Linked DNA regions of Hordeum vulgare: region 2 is linked to region 1. A link is a contact called in public Hi-C data. All regions are on one chromosome and are shown on one strand. The core of a region is the stretch at or near the end of the contact, and the rest is flanking DNA. Distances in the headings are between cores, read along the strand shown.

Region 1 (3,039 bases), core at 83-2,582:
CTCAGTCATGGCACGAGCTTGCTCTGTGGGATCACCAAACTTGACAAACCCATAACCCTTTGAACGCATTGTCATCTTGTCAGTCACAACTTTTGCGCCCTTCACTGAAGGGTAATGGACCCTGAATGTCTCCTGTAACATGTAGTCTGTAACATCAGCTGCCAAGTCCCCAACAAAAATTGTATAGTCTGGGGTATCATCACGCTTTTCGCCAGCACTGGCCCAGTTCAGTCTGTATGCCAACTCAACATTTGGCATCATTTGTCCATTGAATGTCTGAAGAACTCGCTCAGCAGCTGCATGGCTTGCAAACTCGACAAAGCCATAACCCTGAAGCTGCCCAGTCTGCTTGTCGCGGATAAGCTTCACAGATTGGAACTGCAAATTAACAAAAAGATGATCTTTAGCAACTTTACATATAATAGATGGTCTGCAGAACAGACGCACAGATGTGCAGAAGGTATATAAGCAGAAAAACAAATACTCAAGTTAACTAGAGAATTTTTAATTTCACAAGACACAGTGCAAAAGGTACATGATAAGCAGAAAAACAAATAGTTCAGTTAACTAGAGAATTTTCAATTTCGCAAGATGCAGTTGACAGCTTTAGTCTTCACAACACCAATCATGCAACCGTGCCAAAACACGCAACTGCTCCAGAACAACAGCTAAATCAGCTAAAGCTTGGATTTTTTTCCCTGTAACGAAGACATAATTCACAACAAAGTAACTCGTCTCGCAGTTCTACCATCACAACTAAATCCCTAACCGATTACATCTAGACCCGCGACGCGTACATCCAACAGGGCAAGCCGAGCCGAAGCAAATCTCGCGTCGGACCGACGTGCCGAACGAATCGGGCGTCAGATCGGGGCACGTACCTCCCCGGTGTTGGCGAAGCAGCTGTAGATGTAGTTCTCGTCCATCCAGTACTGGAGGTCCCCGATCCAGAGCGTCCTGACCTCGTCCGAGGCGGCGGGGGCGGCGGGGGCCTGCGGCGCGGCGTAGTACTGCTGCGGGGCGGGCACCTGGCCGTAGGGCGCGGCCTGGGGCGGCGGCTGGCCCCACATGGCCTGGGGCGGCGGCTGCTGCTGCGGGGGCGGCTGCGCGTAGTGCGGCATCGGCGGCGGGATCGCGCCCCAGTGCGGCGGCTGCCCTCCCGCGCCCTGCGGCGGCATGGGGGCGCCCATGCCCGGCTGCGGCTGCGACGGCGGCGGTGGCTGCATCATGGCGAGAGGAGAGGGGAGGAGAGGCCCGAACCCTAGGGAGAGAGGGGAGGGAGACGGACGGGTGCGGGGGAGGGGATGGGGATTTCAGGGCTGAGATTCGTCCGCGGCGCGCACAGGGGTTCCGGCTCTCCTTTTTTATTACCGTGGGCGGGCAAACCGCGCTGCCCGTGTCCTGTTTTTCCTTTTTTTTTCTTCCCTTTTCTCTTCCGGAATTGAACTGGCGTCCTTGTCCGCTTTGTCCACGTACTCTCTTTGTTTTCTGCACACACACACACACAAAAAAAAACTTCGCTGGCACAGATGGAGAAGCTTTTTTTTTCAGAGACAAAACAACTAGGTTCTCATGAATCAAAACAAGCACACACACTTGATCATCAAAGTACAAGGATAAATTGCTTTGACCCCTAACACACGGCTGGAGTGTCGGGACGGTGAGAGGGGGTGGTGGCAGCGGTCTCGTTCCTCGATTCCGGTGCCATCGGCGGCCTAGGAGTTGTGCTTCACCTTCGTATGCCATGATCTCCAAGGCTGGACGGGTTGATTTTCTCGATGAAAATGGACCTAGGTGGCTAACGGGCAGAGTTACGCGAGTGCGGCCTCGCCGGTGGCGAAAAGGAAGATTTCGACGTCGGTGGGCGAGGAAAGGTGTGCGAGAGGGATGCGGGGTGGAACGGTTCTAGCCACGGGGGTTGACTGCGAAGCGGTGGGTTAAGGTTCATTCCCCATGTTGGAACCAACCCACTAGGGTTCAAGTCCTACACCGTTGGTCGCATTTTTCTAAATTTATTTAACCTTTCTGACAATGTGTGTTTCAGTGTGAATATATGCTTTCATCGATTACGAATACATATGTGGCAACTTCGTCAATCTCAATATGCCGTGCCGGTTTAATATCTTGAAGGTGCTCATAGAGAAGAGTGTGTGTCCATAGGGTTTAGTGTATGCATATGTATGTAAGTATTTGTATGGGTACCGTATTCAAAAAATAAATTATTGGTTTGAGAGATCTTCTAGATAGGTCTTAATCGTAAACCAATATGTGGTTGGATGATTAGAGAGACTGTGGTATTTACAGTCCACTATGTTTCAAGTTCTGGTGCTCGCATTTATTCCTGTATTTTTTTCGGAATTTTCAGCGATGTGCATTCAGTGAAAGGGGGTGTTTCCATCAGCGACGAGACGCCTATAATTACTTTGTAAATCTCAAGATAATATGTCGGCTCGGTCTTTTGGAGGTGCTCATAGGGATAAGGTGTATCTGCTTGTATATGAACGTATGTGCATGCATTGTGTTAAGAAAAGATAGACCTTGATCCCTTTGAAAAGTATTTTTTCTAAATAAAACTTTTGGCGATCTGCTATATGCTAGGGATGCTCTTAGAGACGTTTCTCCATTGATTTTGACACAAGAGAAGACATATACGGCTGGCACTTTCGCTAAAAGGGGACTTTTCCAAACGGAAATACAAAGGATTTTGTCATATCACAAAGAACAGTGATGCACATTCATGACAGCTGGAAAAGGGGTAATCCGCAACTAGCATCCTCACGAGGAATATGAGCCAATCATTGTGATGCCATAAGAAAATTTTATTTTTCAGAATTTCTCATACGAGGTGCAATGCAAAAAAAGTTTGTTTGTACCCAGAAAAAGGGTTTGAATCATGTTGACACCAGATTTCAGCACGACGAAAGCTTAACTAAGATTACCTTAAATTAAACTTGGGCATATCCCATGCCGGGCTTTAGTAAGCACGAACTAGAAATCCAAATCCCAAGCCGGGTCTCGCCCGGCCAAAAGAAATATTCA
Region 2 (3,348 bases), core at 645-3,144, 130 kb before region 1:
TTCCACTTGAAGATTCAGAATCACTGTTAAACTCAGGGACAGATTTTCCTTCAACATGCACATCTTGATCCACGTGTCTGCATGATACTAATACAGGTTGAGCGGATTTAACTGGCACCACAGTAGCTGATGGTTCTTGGCTCAAAGATCCAGTGTCTTGCTTAGGCAAAGGCCTTGATACATTCCCAGATATAATCGAAACAGGTGCTGCTGCAACAACCCCAGAGCCAACGTAAGGTCTTGGAGCGGGAGGAGGGATGATGAACTTAAGAGTAGATGTCTCCACAGGCCTCCTCATCTGAAGAGGCTTTGCAATTGTAACATTCTCCAAGTGGACTGGTAAGGGAGGAGCAGCTTGTCTGTGGATTGCAGATGCTTTCTTCTGAAGTTGACTTGGCTGGAGCATGGGGAGGTCAGGGGCAAGATCATCCTTCGGTGTTATTGGGCGTAGGTTAGTTTCATCTGGGATCCAACCTCTGAGCACCTGATTGTCCTTCACTCTCACCGTGATAAGAGAAAACCCAGGACATTGCTTGGTCATCTTTCCAACAAAATGCTTGCCAACGATAACATCCTTGCCTACATTGCCTCGCACATGAGCACTGCTACTGTTGGAGGCTTGATTTTCACGAAATTTGACTGTAGTACCAGAATCTACAGGTCGGCTGGGCCTATAACCCTGAGTCTGCTGTGCAGGCAGCACATGAACTGTATGCATTTTAGTGTCAAGAGTACCACCTAACGGGTGGTTAATGTGCACCCCATCATGTCGGATATTTGGGTTATACAATGCGCTGCGAAGAGGTGGAATGCTCTGAACGGGCTGTGCCATGTGAGGTTGTTCATATGTAGAATACTCGTACTTCCTTGGGCGACCACGCTTACGCTTTGTGCCAGAGCTTGCGGGTGGCTCAATGGGCAGCGGTTCATTAGGCGCAGCAGCTTTATTCCCTTCTGATGTCATCTCTACTGGCTTGCTTCAACCTTTTGCAGCTACAACTGCACCCAAGAGTGCTGGGACTACCCTGTTGGTTTGAATTTATCTTGAATCAGAACAACAGTTTTTCTTTACAAAGGAGGCAAGAACTGTGCCAATAACTGAATGGAAAAAAAGGCAGTTTTCTCATGACACTGTTTTCAGAAGCCACATGGCTACAGTTTGCAATCAATGATTTAAACTGCATCTTGACAATACAAGTGTACACAAGCCAGTCAATTGGATGCTGCTACAAACTTACAAGCCATATTTTTCCATAAAAGAAACCTAATATATCCCACATTAAAAAAAAAATACTTTCCTTGCGCAAGACCTCACCGAGTGGCTTGAAGCCTACGCACACATCTTAAATTCTAAACAGTGAGCTCCTAGAACATACGTACATGTCCTGGACATAAAACGCTTGATGCTGACATCTAACTTGCCAATTCGTATCGAAATCCCATCCGACACGACCAGAGCCTTAGAAAAAAAATCGAACCAATATCCCGGTCAATCTAGAAAATCATTCCCATCCCATCCCATCTCGTCCCACCATGTGGCACGGCCCAACGCATCATGGGGGCAGAGCAATACGGAGCAAAACAGAGGAACGCCGAGCCAATCCGAGAGTCTCGGAGAACCGATCGAACGACCTCGGAAAAATAAAACCGGAACAAGCAAGCAAACAAGCGACGCAGTTGGGCGAGGCGCAGGCTTATACAGATGGGAGTGCGCGATTACCCCTGAAATCTTGTCCTCTCCGCGCGCGCGCCGTCGCCTCTGGGAGGAGAGATGATCGCGACGAGTCCGCTGGCGGGGGAGGAGGCGGAGGAAGGGAAGCTGCGGATGGGGGGCGGAGGAGCTCGGGGGCTAGGGTTCTCGTCGATGTGGGGGGAAGGGAATGGCGGGGGATCGGAGGGGGCGGGGGGCGGACGATGTGGCTCGATTGAAACGGCAGGCAGCCTCGCCTCGCCCCGCCGCACCATACAAATCGTGGCTGGCTGCGGAGGAAGCGGGGGGACTGGTGGCGCTGCTAGGTCCACCTGCCGTTGTCCGGCCCGCGGACGTGGGTGGATACCACATGGGCCGACTGTTCTCTGCAGGCCATAATTAAGGAGGGCCATCTTGTTCTCTTTTTTTTTTTTTTTTTGCTTTCAGTTGGTTCCTAAAATCTGCTGAACTATTATTTTTTATACTACTATGAAAATGATTATTTGGGTGTTTGGTTGTCTTTTTTGTTTTAGGGGAACGTTGTTGTTTTATTCAAAGTTCATGAATGATCTCCGAGCTAACACACTCGGGAGACAAGCGGACCCAGGGGTTTACACAACGACTAAGTACACCCCTCCTAGCTAGGACATGTGCGACTTTATTAGCTAATCATCGTACCAAAGCAACCCTAAACTCAAAAAAATAGTGAAGTAACTCTTTAACCTCGTCGACTAGCTGCCTATTTGTAGAGAAATACCTTTGTCTGTTTCTAATCTTGCTTACCGGTACTTGGGAGTTTGTCTCAAGAATAACCTTGTAGATGTTAAGTTGTTTCGCAAAAATAAGGGCCCACCGACACGCCAACAACACCGCCACCTCAGTATCATGAACGGAAGGGGAAAAATGGCATGCGCCTACAAGGAACTTGCCATGGTCATCCCTATGGACACCCCCTCCCCTCCCGATTTTTTATGTTTTGCCATAGCACTGCCAACATTAGCTTTGATCCATCCTTCAGCTGCCTTTTTTCATTGCTCCAAGGTCTTCCTTTCTCTCTGTTGAGCTATTCTATCATGCACACACTTCCATTCAACAGCAAGTTGAAGCACTCATTCACATAAACTTCACGGGTCTTCCATTCTGCAAAAGTTGCCGTCATTTCAATAATGTCTATAAATAGGCCATGTTCAACGAAGGATGTCTACGAAGGCCAAAAGACTCTGTGTGAGATCATGTTATTTCTCGACATTCATGAAATTATTCCAATTTTTTCATGCCTTCTTTGACCAATTCAAGTCACCATACGAAGTTGTTTGTGTTTTCCATAACTTTTACATTTTCTTTATTTTTCTCGTTGAAAAAAGGCTGATACATGGTCGGACGTGTGAGAACATGCATACGGTGTCGGAAGTCATTCAAACCTAGCATATGAATGCCTACCATGGGCATCCCATCTGGTGGAAAAACTTGGAGGTCATTTCAAGGATTTCCTAGAAACACACTGCTCAACAACGAGGTTGTTCGGGTAGGCTAGAATGCACAATTTGAGGGCATATTTTCTAGCATCTGTTAAATGATCCCAATTTTTTACATTGCCTTGTACCAATTCAAGTCACCAGGTTGATACTTGTGATCTGCATTGGGTTTTCCGTGAAGAG

The links. A called contact is a pair of places that touch in the nucleus more often than the background predicts.
Region 2: a Hi-C map of leaf shows a contact between it and region 1, with 2.7 times the contacts expected there. The contact joins the promoter of LOC123430886 here to the promoter of LOC123427909 in region 1. A contact is called at or near these places in 2 of 6 Hi-C or Micro-C datasets (leaf and seedling).

Annotation. Positions count from the first base shown.
Region 1 is chr2H:619,950,227-619,953,265 of MorexV3_pseudomolecules_assembly, reverse strand. It overlaps LOC123427909 (RNA-binding protein L-like), which reads right to left and starts at 1,332. Exons shown (of 7, transcript XM_045112051.1): 1 at 882-1,332; 2 at 1-378. The coding sequence starts at 1,229.
Region 2 is chr2H:620,080,423-620,083,770 of MorexV3_pseudomolecules_assembly, reverse strand. LOC123430886 reads right to left here and starts at 1,894. Exons shown (of 5, transcript XM_045114717.1): 1 at 1,721-1,894; 2 at 1-1,025. The coding sequence starts at 964.